Linked DNA regions of Sus scrofa: region 2 is linked to region 1. Evidence: chromatin contacts called from public Hi-C data. All regions are on one chromosome and are shown on one strand. Each heading gives the region's core, a stretch centred on a gene start, on an enhancer-like site or on the middle of the called end of the contact. The rest is flanking DNA. Distances are from core to core; before and after follow the strand shown. Region 1 has its middle 22 kb from the start of CCR7. Region 2 has its middle 22 kb from the start of IGFBP4.

Region 1 (7,695 bases), core at 1,770-4,269:
CTGTGGGGTTTTATGCTTGGGAGCTGATTGTCCCGGCTCTGCCATAGGCAGAGTGGGTAACACGGGCAGGTCAGCTCCCCTCTCTGGGCCTCGTCCTCCTTAGCCGTGAGATGAGGGCGCTGGATTCTATAATCTCCACCATCGCCTCCAGCTCCCAAGCGCTGCCAGGTACCTTGTCTGGGTGGGGTCAGCCAGACGGGGCTCTGGGCACGTCATCGGCGTCCTTGCTGCCTGGAAGAGGCCCAGAGTGAGTGGGTGAGGGGCTGAGGAAGCTGCCCCACCCCCAGCTGTGGTTTCTGGTGGGGCCACCGTGGCAGCAGGTGAAGGGAAGTGCTTGTCACCCAGGCAGTAAAACAAAAGCCTCCCTGGGGCACTGTGGAAGGAGGCAGCCAAGGCGCCAAAAATAAAACACACCTTTCCTTTGATAGACCCCAGCAGCTGCCTGGGGCCTGGCCTGGGGGTGGTGAGGAGAGAGCTCAGATTTCATGCCCAGCCCCCCTCCACCACCACCCACCACACCCACACCCACTCTCACACACACACACACACACACACACACACACACAGCATAGTCACACATATACACACCCCGAGCAGTCACACGGGGCCTGTGCTCAGAAGGGCCCACACCTGATATGAAGCTCAGCTGTCTTCATTTGAAAATTCTTAATAATTTTTGAACAAGAGACCCAGCATTTTCCTTTGGGGCTGGGCCCTGCAAACACTGTAGCTGGTCCTGCAGCTAGGTAGGCATTCATAGTACATGCATTTACAAGGTGTTTAGGAAGCACAAGGTGTTTAAGAGTTCCTGTCGTGGCTCAGTGGTTAAAGACTCTTGACTAGCATCCATGACGATGCAGGTTCGATCCCTGGCCTTGCTCGGTGGGTTAAGGATCCAGCGTTGTCAGGAAATGTGGTGTAGGTTGCAGACTCAGCTCCGATCCCGAGTTGCTGTGACTGGAGCACGCAAATATTGGAGTTCCCGTTGTGGCTCAGCGGGTTAAGAACCCTACTTGTATCCATCAGGATGCAGGTTTGATCCCTGGCAGTGGGTTAAGGATCCAATGTTGCCACAAGCTGTGGTGTATGTCGGCAGCTATAGCTCCGATTTGACCCCTAGCCTGGTAACCCCCATATGCCATGGGGGTCACCCTAAAAAGACCAAAAAAAAAAAAAAAAAAAAAAAGAAGCACACAAATATTTATGTTGGAGAGGACATACCCTGCACACCCATACATGCCCCCCCATCTTCATGGGCATTCACTAGGGCCCACTCACTGGGGCACACACATGACCCAGCTCAGACACCTGCAGCCCGTTAGCTGGGTTGACTTACCATTGGGGGTGTTGCCAAAAGATGACCTCTATCTGCTGGTGCCAAATAGAAAGGCCAACTTCTGAGGCAACCAAAGAATTCGCCACAAGAAAACTCCCGTGCCTTGACCTTTTAAGCGTAGCTTTCCCCCGGAGAGGAAGGAGGTCGCTTCTCTGGACAAAAGAGAACAGAAATCACTTGCTTTGGCCACAGAGTGAGGGGAGTGGCATTGCTACCCCTTGTGCTTTGATATCATGTGGTCCCCAACAGGTCCCAGCTGTACCCTCTTCTGACCACAGTTCCTTCCAGGAAAGGCGGCTTCAACCACCAAACTTAGCGTGTACAGATCAACTCCTGATTGGCTGGCCTAGCCCAGTGCCTGGCATAGAATAGGTCAAAAAACATTTGTGGAATCAATGTATGAATGGCTAATTTGGGGGTCTGCCCACGCTTTTGACTCATAAGTCTGAAATCTGCCCAAAACCCCCTGCATTGCCGAGCTATGCCCAGACCCATAGCCCCGCTGCGGAAAGAGTGCTGGTCAAAGCCAAAGGTAAGGGCGCCCTTTCAGACTTGCTGTCCTGGGAGAGTCCCAGGCAGTAAACAGACGACCCTGCCCTCCAACGTCCACCCCCGCCCCACCGGAGCACCCGGTCAGAGCCGTCTAGCTCTGACGCGGGCTCCACTGCAAATAGATGCTGTTTCCATGGGAACTGAAACCCCCGTTTGTTTTTCCCTCTAAGGCACTCTGTCATTTCCAGCACGGTCTGTGCCACGTCAGCATCGTACCCTCAAGGAGAGCGAGCCGCTCCTGTGAGTTTGCGTCCAGGGCAGGGAGGCTGAGCTGCCCCGGCGAGGTCACGCCAAGGCTCCCCCCGACAACCCCACCAGAAGGGCCTCCGAGTGGCCACAGGCACCAGCCCCTGCCCACCTCCCCACTGCAGAGGGGCCCCACAGAGCAGGCAAAGCCAGAGATGAGTCCTTGAACCTTCCCGAGGGAGGTGGGGCGTTTGGGGGGGGTGCTCATTTCCAGTAAGAAGTAGGAGGGAAAAAAAAAGGTCTCAGTCTGGCAGCCTGGGCCCCAGAGATGGGTAACAGATGATTTCTGGCCACGGGGCGGTGGGGGGTGTGTGTGTGTGCTCTCAGCAGTTGGATCATCAGCCTCTATTGTTTGAGCCTCTGAGGAAACAGTCACAGGAGCCAGAGCAGAACAGAGACGAGGGTTTGGGGAGAAGAGGATTTGGGGAGCTGGCGGGGGCGGGGGGGGGGCTGGTGGACAAGGCAGTGGTGGACTTAAAGGACCGGATGAGATGAGGATGGAGGGGCTGCCCTTCCTGGAAGAGGCTTGGCCCTCTGTCCCCCATCCCATTCAGGCTTAGGACCTGGGAAGGCAAGTCCTTCCCCGGTCGAGTCCTGTGATGAGGGCAGCCAGGCAGCCTCCCTTTGAGAGAAGATCCAGCTGAGCCTGGCCCTCCTGACGGCTGGGGCTGGGCCTCCCGCCACCTGCTAGGGCAACAGGGAAAGTTCGCTCTTCTGCCCCATCTGCCCCTGTCCCTGTGCCCCCCCTCTGCCGGGGTAGCTGGGCCCAGGTGCTGGAGGCTGGGGGCGGGGCAGCAGAAGGCAAGCCGAGCCAGGCTGGAGTCTACACGCCTTTGAACTAGGGTTTTGACCTCACTCTCACTCTGAGCACCCTCGTCAGCAACACCAGGGCATAACAATACCTCCCACTCGCTCCCCTTCCAAGGCTGTGTTGTGGGCGAGGTGAAGAAACTGGTGTGAAAGTGCTGGGAGGTGGGGGGGCCAGAGCCCTTGTCCTTGCCCTTGTTGTTGTTGTCGTCGTTATTAACAGTGCAGAGACTCCCACCCCCCACCCGGTTTAACCCCAGGCTCCTTGCTTCCCACCCCTTCCTGCCACAGGTCAGGGGGTCGAGTTTCCCCGATTACTGATTACTCCGCCGGGGAGGGAGGCCTCGGCCGGCAGGAAGGCGAGAGGAATGCTGAGATCGAGACAGGGGGAGGCCGGCCATGGCCTTTTCCCAGGTGGGCAGCTGCTTTCTGGGGACCCCACGGCCTGGGGAGCCAAGCAGCAGGGACCTGGCGGCCCCAGACTCCAGCCCCTCACCCTCCTACCCTTGGCCATCAGCACTTTCGGAGGCCAGGCCAGCTCGGGCCACCTCCTCACTGCACCATGCGGTTGGTGACAGCCATCAAACCACTGACCTGATTTTCTGCAAAAGGGAAAAGATAATAGGGCACTTCCATGTGGGTGGCGTACACACACACACATACACACACACCCGCAGTGGAAACTTTCTCTGTCTCCTTGACAGGAACCCAGCCCTGAGAGAGAAAGGGAGAGGCTGAAGCTTCTGTGCTAGGAGCTTCCTGGGGTTCAAAGCTCTGTGTTTACCTGCGGTGGGCGGGCTCCTGCATGGGCCCGGCTGCTCTGACATCCCTCCCCTGCCGGGGGACAGAAGTTCTAACTGATCTGAGTCTCTGGGGGGGCCTCTGCTTGTCCACAGAGGCAAAGGGTGAGGCTGTGGGCCAGGCCCCTGCAAATCCCTAAGAGCTTCAATCCCGCCCCCCAAAGGACCTGAGAGGTCCTGGATGGAAATGTTTGCTAACTAAACATTTCCCCGAGTTCTCAGCAGGTTAAGAATCTGACTAGCATCCATGAGGGTGCAGGTTCGATCCCTGGCCTCGCTCAGTGGGTTAAGGATCTGGTGTTGCTGTGAGCTATGGTGTAGGTCACAGACACGGCTTGGATCCAGAGTTGCTGTAGCCGTGGTGTAGGCTGGCAGCTGCAGCTCCAGCTGGACCTCTAGCCTGGGAACCTCCCCATGCAGCAAGTTTGGCCCTAAAAAAGCAAAAGTACAAAAAATAAAAAAAATAAATCTCTCATCCCTGTACTTTCTCTAAACCCAGAGTCCCACTGGCCTCAGAAATACTTGGGGCCCAGATTCTGCCATTTATAAAGGGTTTTTTTTGTTGTTGTTTTTCTTTGTTTTTGTTTTTGTCTTTTTAGGGCCACACCTAAAAGTAGTGAGGTTCTACTTAGGTAGAACCCTGAACCAACAGCACCTGGGAGCTTATTAGAAACGCAGAAGGAGTTCCCCTTGTGGCTCAGCAGGTTAAGAACCCGACTAGTATCCATGAGATTGTAGGTTCCATCCCTGGCCTTGCTCGGTAGGTTAAGGATCCAGCATTGCTGTGGCTGTGGTTTAGGCCAACAGTTGCAGCTCCGATTGGACCCCTAGCCTGGGAACTTCCATGTGCTGTGGGGGTGGCCCTAAAAAGACAAAAAAAAAAAGTCAGATGAGGTTGAATGTTTGTAACGTGGAAGATGGGCAGGATACAACAGCCCCTCCTGGATGTGGAGAAGCTTCGGGCCCCCTCCTGCCTCTCACCCCCACCTCCTTCCACCTTCCAGACTCTTCCCTGTTTAAAGCAAGGGGCAGTGGTGAGCCGTGAGCCACACACAGGTCTCATCCAGTATGGCTCAAACGTTTTGAGCCTTCTGGCTCACCTGCTCTCTAGAAGCTAAGATCACACAAGTGACCCAGTGCTCCAGTTCTGCCTGCCCGGGCCGCTTGGCTTGTGTGCCTGGTTAGCCCTGTCCCAGACCCCAGACTAGAGCCCCAACTCTCGGACCTCCGCTGCCTGCGGGCCACCAGAACTCCAGCTGAGCTCCAGCCGGCTTCAGGGAAGAGGGCTGGGTTGGTGAGAAGGCAGTTTGGCTGAACCGGAAAGCCATTAACAGCTATCAACACCCCAGGGTGTGAATATCATTGATTCATTTTTTGTTGTTAACATCTCAGTTCGAATTAGCTGCTGGCTCTGCTTCCACTGGCTGGCAGAGGGTGGGATGGGACATCTGGACTGTCTACTCTTGAGAGGGGAAGCTGGCCGCAGGAAGGAGAAAGCATGGGTCCAGTTGATTTCCGCCCCTCCCGCCCTACTTCAGGGGGCCTCTCCTGCTTGTCTCAGCTCCCTGCTCTTAGGGCAAGGGGTGCAGGAGGAGCCTCCATCCCAGGCGCCTACACCTGGGCAGGACTTCCCGGCTTCCTGTCTTCTCCATTCTCCTGGCTTGGGATTCAGGGATGGGGGGCAGGGGTCCACTTACCTAGGGGTCTCCCATCTCAGAGCTCTGCTTTTAAGGTAGCCATCATTTTCCCCAGGAAGGAAGGCAGGGAGGCAGGAGGGAGGGAAGGATGGGGGGGAAGGAAGGAAGAAAATTGAATTTAAGGGGCTCACTCTGTGTCAGTCATGTGCTAAATAACCATTAGCGCATTCGGTTCCCTCAACACTGTGACTTGGGATTGTTATTCTTCCCATTTTACGGTCAAGGAAACTGAGGCTAGAAGAGGTCAATCACATGCACAAGGTCACCCAGCTAATAAGCAGCAGAGTCAGAATGAGACCCAAGATCTGTCCGTCTCTCCCACCACCTGGCAGGTCTGGAGAGGCGAGGCCGTGGGGCCACTTGCTCTCACTCGGAGACCGGCTGGAGGAGGTAGGTGGCTCTAACGCATGCCTCGTCGCCAACTCTGGATGAAAACTGGCAAAATAAGCCTTCCTCCCGAAGGCTCCTGCCTACTCTCTCGCCTCCTGGAGAAAGCTGACAAAAGGAAAGAGAGAAGGCAAACCAGCCTGTGTAGCACCAGCTGGTGACCTGGATTCCTGCCCCTCTTCTGGACCCCGTGGCTGTGGCAGCATGGGCCTGGAGCCCAAGGATTCTCGGGGGGCCCCAGGGATTCAGGGGGCCCCGCTGCATTCTCATTCTCAGCCTGCCTTAGAAACTGTCACTCCTGGGAGCCCACGTGCCACTGGTGCTGCAGAGCTCTGGGGGGCCCGACATAACACCAGCCAGAATGGCACAGACCGCGGGGCAGCTGGAGGAGCCTGGCTGGGGAAGGGGCCAACGCTCCCCGCCAGCCAGGGCGGGCAGAGGATGAGAAGGAACAGGGGTGGCCTCTCCAAGGCTGAGCTGGGTCAGCAGCATCCAGCGTCTGATCTTCTCCCCTCCCCCACCCGGTGCAAGCCCCATATTTAGGAAGCTAATATTTATTGTATATGTGGTTATCACCTTTTGCCATGAGGCAGGTGCTGTTATCTCATGTCATTTGGAGGAAAACAAGGCCCAGAGGGCTCTACCCACATGCTGAGTCCCACAGCCGATGGGAACTGAAGCTGAGAGGCAATCCGGGCCGCTTGGGTAAACCCTCCCTGTGGACTGAAATTGCCTCCAGGACCGCAAGCCTTTATTATTTTATTTTGTTTTTTATTTTATTTTATTTCATTTCATTTCATTTTTTTGCTTTTTAGGACCAGACCCACGGCATAAAGAGGTTCCCAGGCTAGGGATTGAATCGGAGCTACAGCTGCTGGTCTACGCCACAGTCACAGCAACACCAGATCCAAACTACATTTGTGACCTACACCACAGCTCAGGGCAATGCCGGATCCCCGACCCACTGAGCGAGGCCAGGGATTGAACCCTCGTCCTCATGGATATTAGCTGGGTTCATTTCTGCTGAGCCACAGAGGGAACTCCAGGACCACAGTCCTTTAAAAGAACCTGGAGATCCTGTCGTCGTTCAGCAGGTTAAGGACATGACTAGTATCCATGAGGATGAGGATTCGATCCCCGGCCTCGTTAGTGGGTTAAGGATCTGGCGTTGCCACAGCTGCCGTGTAGGTCAAGGATGCAGCTCAGATCCCACGTTGCTGTGGCTGCGGCGCAGGCTGACAGTTGCAGCTCTGATTCCAACTCCTAGCCCTCATGCCACAGGTGTCGCCCTAAATAAATAAATAAGTAAGTAAATAAATAAATAAAATAAAAAGTGAGCCTGATTTGCTTCTGGGGACCAGAAGCAGAGTCTCTGTGCTCCCAAGTCCTCCGTCCCCTTGACCGTGATCAGTGGTGCTCCAGGCCTGACTCCTGCACCCCCTCAAGGCTGGAGGGTCTCACGGCAAGGCGAGGACAGCTGGGAAGCTATGTCCCACATGAAGAATGGGCTGCCAGCTCCGTTGTTATCCTTCCTCGGCTCAAAAACCTCTCAAGGCTGCCCACTGCCTGCTCAATGATCCCACACTTCCCTTCCGGGCCCTCCTCCCTTGACCCTCACCTACCTCCCCAGCCTCCTCTGGTCTCAGCCAAACTGGAGCGGTCTGGGTTCCCCCAGGGAGGCAGCTTTGCACGGGCTCTATTTCCCCCCCCCGGCAGCCCCCTCCCAGCCACCATCACCTGTCAGAATCCCATGCCTCCTGTGTGACTCATTACAGATGCCACTTCCTCCGTGTACCCTTTTAATGTGAACTTGTCTCCTTCACAGAGTTAATAACTTTCTTTTTTTTCTCCCCTTTTTTTAAGGGCCGCA
Region 2 (7,695 bases), core at 3,384-5,883, 80 kb after region 1:
CTAGTATCAATGAGGATGCGGGTTTGATCCTTGGCCCCACTCAGTGGGTTAAGGATCCACTGCTGCTGTGAGCTGCACTGTAGGTCACAGACAAGGCTTGAATCTGTAGGCCAGCAACTACAGCTCCTATTTGACCCCTAGCCTGGGAACTTCCATATGCCATGGATGCAGCTTTAAGCAAACAAACAAACCAACCAACCCCCCCTCCCACAGATTCCCAGAGTTCCCACTGTGGCTCAATGGGTTAAGGATCAGATTCCATCCCTGGAACTTCTGTATGCCACGGGTGGGGCCATTTAACAAACCAAAAACCCCTCAGATTCCCATGTCCCCTAACCCTGCCTCCTGGCTGGCTACAGAGCAAACGCTCCAGCAGGCTGAAGCACCCTCACCCCCACCCCATCTGGCCAGCCACCTCCCCCACACTCCTCCTGCAGATGGCCAAGGCAGCTCACCTCTGCTCTTTCACCCTCAGCTGCCACCTCCCCACCCCCACCCCATCCTTAACTCTCATGCCACCCATGGGGCTGAGAGCTTGGAACCAGACCAGGGCTGGGGGGCTAAGGTCTCCCAACCCAGAAATCAGGACCTTGATTTATGCAAAAAATGTTCTCTGGCTGCATGCTTTGTTCATGTGAGCCAGGAAAATGGATAAATATAACAGTGTTATAACAGAGGTTTGTAAGTGTCATGTACTGGCAAGAAAGATATAAACAGGGAAGATAAACTTTCCCCTTTTGGGGAGAATGAGGGCAACGTTACCAAGCGGAGTGGAATCTTCAAGGATAAACAGGAATTTAACAGCAAAGAGGGCGGAAACCCAGCTTTTACCAGGGGCTCCTGTGTGCTAAGCGCAATGTGAGGCACGTTATGTTGAATCCCACTTTACAGATTGGAAAACTGAGGCTCAGAGGGTTAACCTGCCCACATTCACCTAGCTAGTGAAGGCAGAGAAACAGGGTTCCAAACTTGCCTGGTCCCCTGGCTCAGCACCCTCAGGCAAGCAGATGGATGAATTTGAAGCCCACAGGTAGGAAAAGATACCATGTTCAGTGTGGCTAAAGCCTATGGCACCCAAGGGAGTCAAAGAGGAGGCAAAGGAAAGAGATAGCAGCCAGATCAAGAACCTTGGGTCCAAGGAATGAAAATCTGTTGAATGAATGAATGAATGAATGAATGAGTGCATGGGGCTGGCCTCAGCACCACTGTGTACAGTTGTGCAAGTGATAAGGGAACCCAAGAGAACTGCTCTGCCACACGGCTCTCAGCTTCAGGTTTCATGGTTTTGTAATGAGGGTTTTGGGGGTTTGGGGGTGGGGACTTTTTTTTTTTGCCACGACCGCAGCATGTGGAAGTTCCCCAGGTCAGGTATCGAACCCATGCCATAGCAGCAACCCAAGCCATAGCAGTGACAATGCTGGATCCTTAACGCTCTGAGCCACCAGGGAATGCTGCCTCAGGTTTTATGGTAACAGGGTTCGTTTCCAGATCGTCTCTGGCCAATCATCTTGCTTGGCCCATATCTGGTCCCGCTCGAGGTCCTTCTTGGTGGCACTTGCACCTCTCAGCCAAGATGGATTCCAGCACCAAGGATTCTGGGAGGTTGGTCGTCTCCTCCCGCCTGTTGGCCCCTCCCAAACCCTCCTGTTAGTTTTCAGGGCAGCATCATGTTCCCAATCAGGGCCTCCTGTTTTGAGACAACTCATGCCAGCAGTTATTATTATTATTTTATTTTTTTAGGGTTAGAGCCATACCTGCGGCATGTGGAAGTTCCCAGGCTAGGGGTCGAATTGGAGCTGCAGCTACTGGCCTACACCACAGCCACAGCCACAGCCACGCAGGATCCAAGCCACATCTGGGACTTACGCCACAGCTAGCAGCAACACCAGATCCTTAACCCTGTGAGTGAGGCCAGGGATCAAACCCACTTCTTCACAGACACTGTGTCGGGTTCTGAACCCACAGAGCCACAACGGGAACTCCCAAGAGCCATTATTGTTGTGCCTGGTCAAGGTGGGCAATTTCAGTCAATGGTCCCCTAACAGTTGCACGGTGCACAGGTGTACATGGCAGCCTCTTTGGGCTTCATCCTGTAGGTAATGGGGTGACATCAAGGCTTTTCAACCACGGACTAAGTGACCGGATTTTGGGGTACAGGAGAAAAGACCTGAGGCCTGGGTGGAGAGGAGTGTGATGGGAAGAGGAAACAGGGAAGATTGGGAGCTCAAGCCAGGAAAAAGATGGGGTCTGTCAGGCCGAGACAGGCTGGGACAGGAGCCTACCTGACCTGGGCCTGGGACCCGGTTTCCCCTTGAACTTGAAAGGACCACATAGGAAAAATAAGACCCGGCAGGGGGGCCGCAGGTGAGGGGAGCCTTCCCCCTTGTATTAGTCTGCCATAACAAAAAACCATAGACCAGGCAGTTCCCCCAATAGACACATCTCCCCTGACAGTTCTGGAGCCTGGAGGTGTGCCATCTGGGGACCAGCACAGGGAGGGCTCTCTCCTTGGCTTGCCGTCGGCCACCTTCCAGCTGTATGCACATATGACCTTTCCTCAGTGCATTTTCCTCTTCTGGTAAGGCCACCAATCCTATCAGATTAGGATCCCTCCTTTATGGGCTCAGTTAACCTCCTGTATTACCTCCCAAGGGACCTGTCTCCAAATACAGTCACCTTGGGGTCAGGGCTTCAACATATGAACTTGGCCAGACACAGTTCAATCCATAGCACCCCTCCATACAGGGCCCTGGCCTAGCCATGTTCCCCTCCCCCGTCGTGGTGCAGTGGTTAATGAATCCGACTAGGAACCATGAGGTTGCGGGTTCAGTCCCTGCCCTTGCTCAGTGGGTTAACGATCCGGCGTTGCCGTGAGCTGTAGTGTAGTGTAGTGTAGTGTGGTGTAGTGTAGTGTAGGTTGCAGACCCGCGTTGCTGTGGCTCTGGCGTAGGCCGGTGGCTACAGCTCCGATTTGACCCCTAGCCTGGGAACCTCCATATGCCTCAGGAGCGGCCCAAGAAATAGCAAAAAATAAATAAAAATAAAAAAGAATTAGAAGCCTAGCGGTTAGGCAGATCTGGGTGGCAGCGCCCCACCCACCCCCCACCATTGACTCCCTGCATGATTTAGGGCGAGTCGCTTCTCTGGGCCTCTGCCTCACAAACAGAGTCGTGGAAAGCCTAGAGAGACAACGGACATGAAGGTACTTTGCAGCCTATGGCGGAGCAGTGCTCATCAGGAGAAGGCTAGCACTCCTAGCCGTCTTTATTGAGCACCTAATGCAAGCCAAGTACCAGGCTGCTGGGATGGGAGCTCCACGAACAAAGAGACTCGAGGGTTCACCATCGAATCCCTAGCACCTAAAACGGTGCCTGGTGTATTTCAGGCTGCGGTAAATATTTGTAAGGAGCTTTGCGACGTGTTATCTCATTTCATCTCGACGGCAACACTGTGTAGCTACCATAATTTGCTATCATTTGATGGACGTGGAGCTGAGGATGAAGCACGGTTCCCAGGGTCCAACCATAATAAATGGCAGAGTGTGATTTGAGCCACTGAGCTCGATGATGGTCATAACGCCATGGGGAGCTTATGGAATCAGAGGTCATTACGCCCAATCCCCTGCCTCCACCTACCCCAGGATAGGGTTGTCTGCCCCTCCTGGTGCCTCTGCCAAGGCTCTTTTCTCCCACCGTCATCCCTACCCCAGGTTACTCAGGTTGCAAAAAGTCACCTGTCCCTCTTTCTGCCTGAAAGGTGGCCTATGTCCCCTGTCCCCTTTGACCCAGAATCTTCAATCAGGTTCTCCTTCCTTCTTCCCAAATAATCTTTACTTAACTGTCCTTCCTGAAGCCGGAAGAGTCTCCCCGCCCCACTGGGTGGAGGTTCAAAGAGAACTCTGCCCCGGGTTCTAATCCGTCTGCCACCAGCTCATGCATGTATGCCTTCAGACAAGCAAGACACGGGGCATCTATGTCATGGGTGAACTGGCGAAGACTTGAAGGCTGCTCCCTGCCCAGGTCTTCTTGGAAAGAACCTTTCTCAGCCGTGGGGCTAGAGCCATGCCCTCTGCCCGCCACCCAGCCCCGCACCCCTCTACGGGCCTGTTCTCCCCAAGGCCTCCTGGGTGGTCTGTCCCAGCTCCCACCCTAAAAGGTTGGATTCTGCCTCTGGGCACCCTCTGCCCCCTCCTCCCCCCCACTCTGGGCCTGCCCTCTGCTTCAGATCCTGAGGACCCCCCTTCCTCTGCCAGAGCCCAGAGTCCCCCACAAGGCACAGAGCACAACTGGAGGCCAGCCCTTCCCCAGCCCGCAGGCCCCAGGCTCCCCTCATTCCAGCCCCAGAAAGTCCCCAAGCCCCCAAGCCGGGGTTTACAAGGTCTGTTTGCATTTTAAAGGCAACGTCCCCGTTCCACCCCACCCCCCAAAAGAACACTTTCCAGAACTTTTAAGGGCCGTTTACATTTTAATATAAACCCTGTGGCCTGGGATTCCAGACTCGCCAGCCCCTGAATTCAGAACCTCTTGGGGGGAAGGTTTTTTGTTTTTACCCAGCAAGGAGCTGGGCCTGCTCAGGACTTTGGGAAGTGGGGGTGGCCAGAGACCCTGGGAGCATGGCTTCAGGCTGGCCCGGCCTGACCCCTCACAAGGCCAGCGATCAGGCCAGGGTCACTGAGCAGTCACATGTCACTTTCAATGAGAAGCCTTGAACTGAGGCTGAGAAATGAAGTTGAGAAACAACTCAGCCAAAAGCAATTGGACTTTTTTTTTTTTCTGATGTTTTTTTGGGGAAAAAACCCTCTATTGTCCGACTAACCTTCCATGATGCTGGAAAATTGAATTTATTTCCTGAGCAGTCTGGTCCAATTTCCCTTGGGTGGGGACAAGGCTGGGCTCCCCTCCCAGCCGCTTCAACTTAGAAGCTTCTGGCTCTGCTCAGAGACCAGGACCCAGAAGGGAGGTAGGGTCCCCTCCCCACCCCCACCCCACAGGCGACGCTTCAGGAACCTACCTTCCAAGCCCTGCACATTGGGAAGTTTGTTTTTTTTTTTTAAATCTCCAAATTGCCTTGCCCTCACTACCTCAGCCACCGGGTCTGGCTGGCAGCCAGCTTGGCCTGTCCCCCACCCACCACAGCTCCGTGTCCCCCAGCTCCCTGCCTGGGTCTCTAGGCTCTCGGGGTGGGAGGTGGGGGGCAAACCGACAGGACAGCTGTAAAGCATTTGTGTGGCCGCCAGGCTGGCGGGGGAGCCATCTGCAGCCGGGTAGTGGCCAGGCCTGCAATGACATGGAACCCTGGTCTTCAGCCTGGCCCCAGCCCTTCCACCCCAGCCCCAGGGGCAGGAACCTCTCTGCCTACCAAGGCTAAGAAGGCCAAGGGTGAGGAGAATGAACCTGAGGCCAGTCCAGGGCTTGGGGAACAGGCCTAGTTAGCACCTCTTTGGCATCCTGCAGCCGAGCCGAGCTGCGGGGATGGGGACGGGGATGCTGCGCCCCCTTATGAGGGGGTGTTGCACCCCGTTATGAGGAGGTGTCATAAGTTCTAGGGCTGCCCCCCCACCCCAAGCCTTAGTGGGAGACTTGTCCTCACAGGAACTCACTAGATAGGAATCACCATCCCCATTTGACAGGTGGGAAAACTGAGGACAAGTCTCCCCACCACCATCCTCTGTGGGTTATAGAAAAGTCCCCACGCCACTAGCCTGGAGAGGAGAGGGAAGAAAAGGACCCTCTCTCCCCCAGCCCCAGTGCCAAGGACCCTCTCCACCTCCCCCTCCTCTTAGTCCGGGACCCCCTCCCTTCCTCCACACACCCCCACCCCCCTCCCCGCCAAGAAGGACAGTGAGTAAGTGGGCCGCTGAGACAGGCCCCCGGCCACAGCACACCCATCTGGTTCCAATCTGGAGAGCTGGTTCCCAGATGGAAGACAGCACACGGGGGAGGAGACCGCAGGCTCACTGCTCACCCCCGGTGCCCCCCCACACAGTGTGGGCCCCCCTTCACCTCCCAGACCGGCCTCACACACAGCCCCTGGGAGACCAGGTGAGGCAGGGACCCTGGCCTGCCTTTTCCTACCCCGTCGTCTGACCACACACCCCAGACCTCTGGCCACCGTTAGAGACCAGGCCTCAGAGGAGAGAAGGGAACCTACAGGGCAGATGAGGCCCAGGAGGGAGGAGACAGGGCTGCAGACACAGGGCAGGGGAGTCCCAGGAACCACCAGGGCCCCGCTGGATCTTATAAGTGGGGACCAGAGGTCCTGAGAAGGAAGTCTAATAGAACCACTTACTGAACTTGACCCCAAGCTCTATTCGTGCATTCTGCCCGTAGGTCCTCACGGGAACTCACTCGATCGGAGTCACCATCCCCATTTGACAGGTAGGGAAACGGAGGCTCACAGGACTGAAAGGGCTTGCCTGCCCATCATCACCCAGGTGGTTAAGTTACTCAGTCAGCCTAAGCCAGAGTGTGGGCACCAGGCTGCCCGCCACGAAGTCAAGTCTGCCTCAGGAATCCCATGTCTGCCTCCCCCGCTTGTTTCTAGACTCGGACCCTGTGGGAGTTCGGTTCTGGGAAAATCTACCCTCCCCATTCAGGTCCTCGTCTGGTTTCCCAACCCTCACCCACCCAGCTCCAACCTCTGTCTTCAGGCCCAAGGTGAAGGTTTTATCAGCCTCCCTGGTCGTGACTTGGGGCCAGCGTTCTCATCCTGGGTCTGGATGATGCTGGCACCTGGGCCTCAACTTCCCCATCCATAAAACAGACCGAGTTGTCTGCAACTGGGTTAAACAGTGATCGGTGATTCCCTAACCCTCCCTTGCTGTCGTTCTGAACAAACCCAGAGACTTCCCCTTGGCTTGGGTGGTCTTTAGAAGAAGGTTATAACCCCACTTTCAGAACCTACAGCCAGCGAGGGGGCCAAGAGGATGAGGGGACCCAGCCAGCCATGGAAGCCACGAATCTCCTTCTCTCCCTGAGGGGACTTCATTGCTGCCTGCACTGAAAGCAATTTGTCATGCCCTGAATTAAGCGATTCCAACAAGGGTTTAATTTCAGTTTAATGGCTCTGTTTTTATGTGTAATTAAATACCATTGCATGGCAAAAATATGTTGTTTGCACTTTAGAGACTGTGTAAGGGGCCAAGAAGCCAATCCCACTGGGGTTCCACTCCCAGGCTCCACCAGCCCCTCCCCAAGTCTGGATGGAATTGTCTGGGTCAAGGAGGAAGGGGGTGGGGACCTGGGGAAGGGAGGAGGGGACAGTGAGGGGAGAGGTGGTCCTGGTGGCGCCTGCTCACTCATTAGAGTATGTTTCTTTCTTTCTTTTTTTCTTTTTTTTTTTTTTTTCCCGGTCTTTTTGCCTTTTCTAGGGACACTCCAGCGGCATATGGAGATTTCCAGGCTAGGGGTCTAACTGGCCTACATCAGAGCCACCGCAACAAGGGATTCGAGAAGTTCTTAACCCACTGAGCAAGGCCAGGGATCGAACCTACAACCTCATGGTTCCTAGTCAGATTCGTTAACCACTGAGCCACGACGGGGACTCCAAGAATATGTTTCTAATTACCTACAGCATCCCCCCTGCTACTCCCTGACCCCATCCCTCCCCAAGCTCTGGGGCTGCAGACATAGAGGTGACAGGTTACTCTGACACTGAGGATTTAATTAGACCCCTGGCTGGCCGGCAGTGGGGGTT

The links. Hi-C and Micro-C count contacts between places; a contact is called where the count stands out from the background.
Region 2: a contact with region 1 is called in a Hi-C map of liver, with 1.7 times the contacts expected there. The contact joins two enhancer-like sites. A contact is called at or near these places in 9 of 47 Hi-C or Micro-C datasets (blood, embryonic fibroblasts, fetal heart ventricle and 5 more) and 1 of 2 datasets of contacts at active chromatin or transcription factors (skeletal muscle).

Annotation. Positions count from the first base shown.
Region 1 is chr12:21,875,447-21,883,141 of Sscrofa11.1, forward strand. No RefSeq gene overlaps it. Among named protein-coding and RNA genes, the nearest start is that of CCR7, 22 kb to the left of the region's middle. Within about 2 kb of position 3,020, at least 31 of the 83 cell types and tissues checked have an H3K27ac peak or open chromatin away from gene starts, as enhancers often do. A contact at or near this core is called in liver and retroperitoneal adipose tissue, where this site is marked.
Region 2 is chr12:21,954,323-21,962,017 of Sscrofa11.1, forward strand. No RefSeq gene overlaps it. Among named protein-coding and RNA genes, the nearest start is that of IGFBP4, 22 kb to the right of the region's middle. Within about 2 kb of position 4,634, at least 16 of the 83 cell types and tissues checked have an H3K27ac peak or open chromatin away from gene starts, as enhancers often do. A contact at or near this core is called in liver and retroperitoneal adipose tissue, where this site is marked.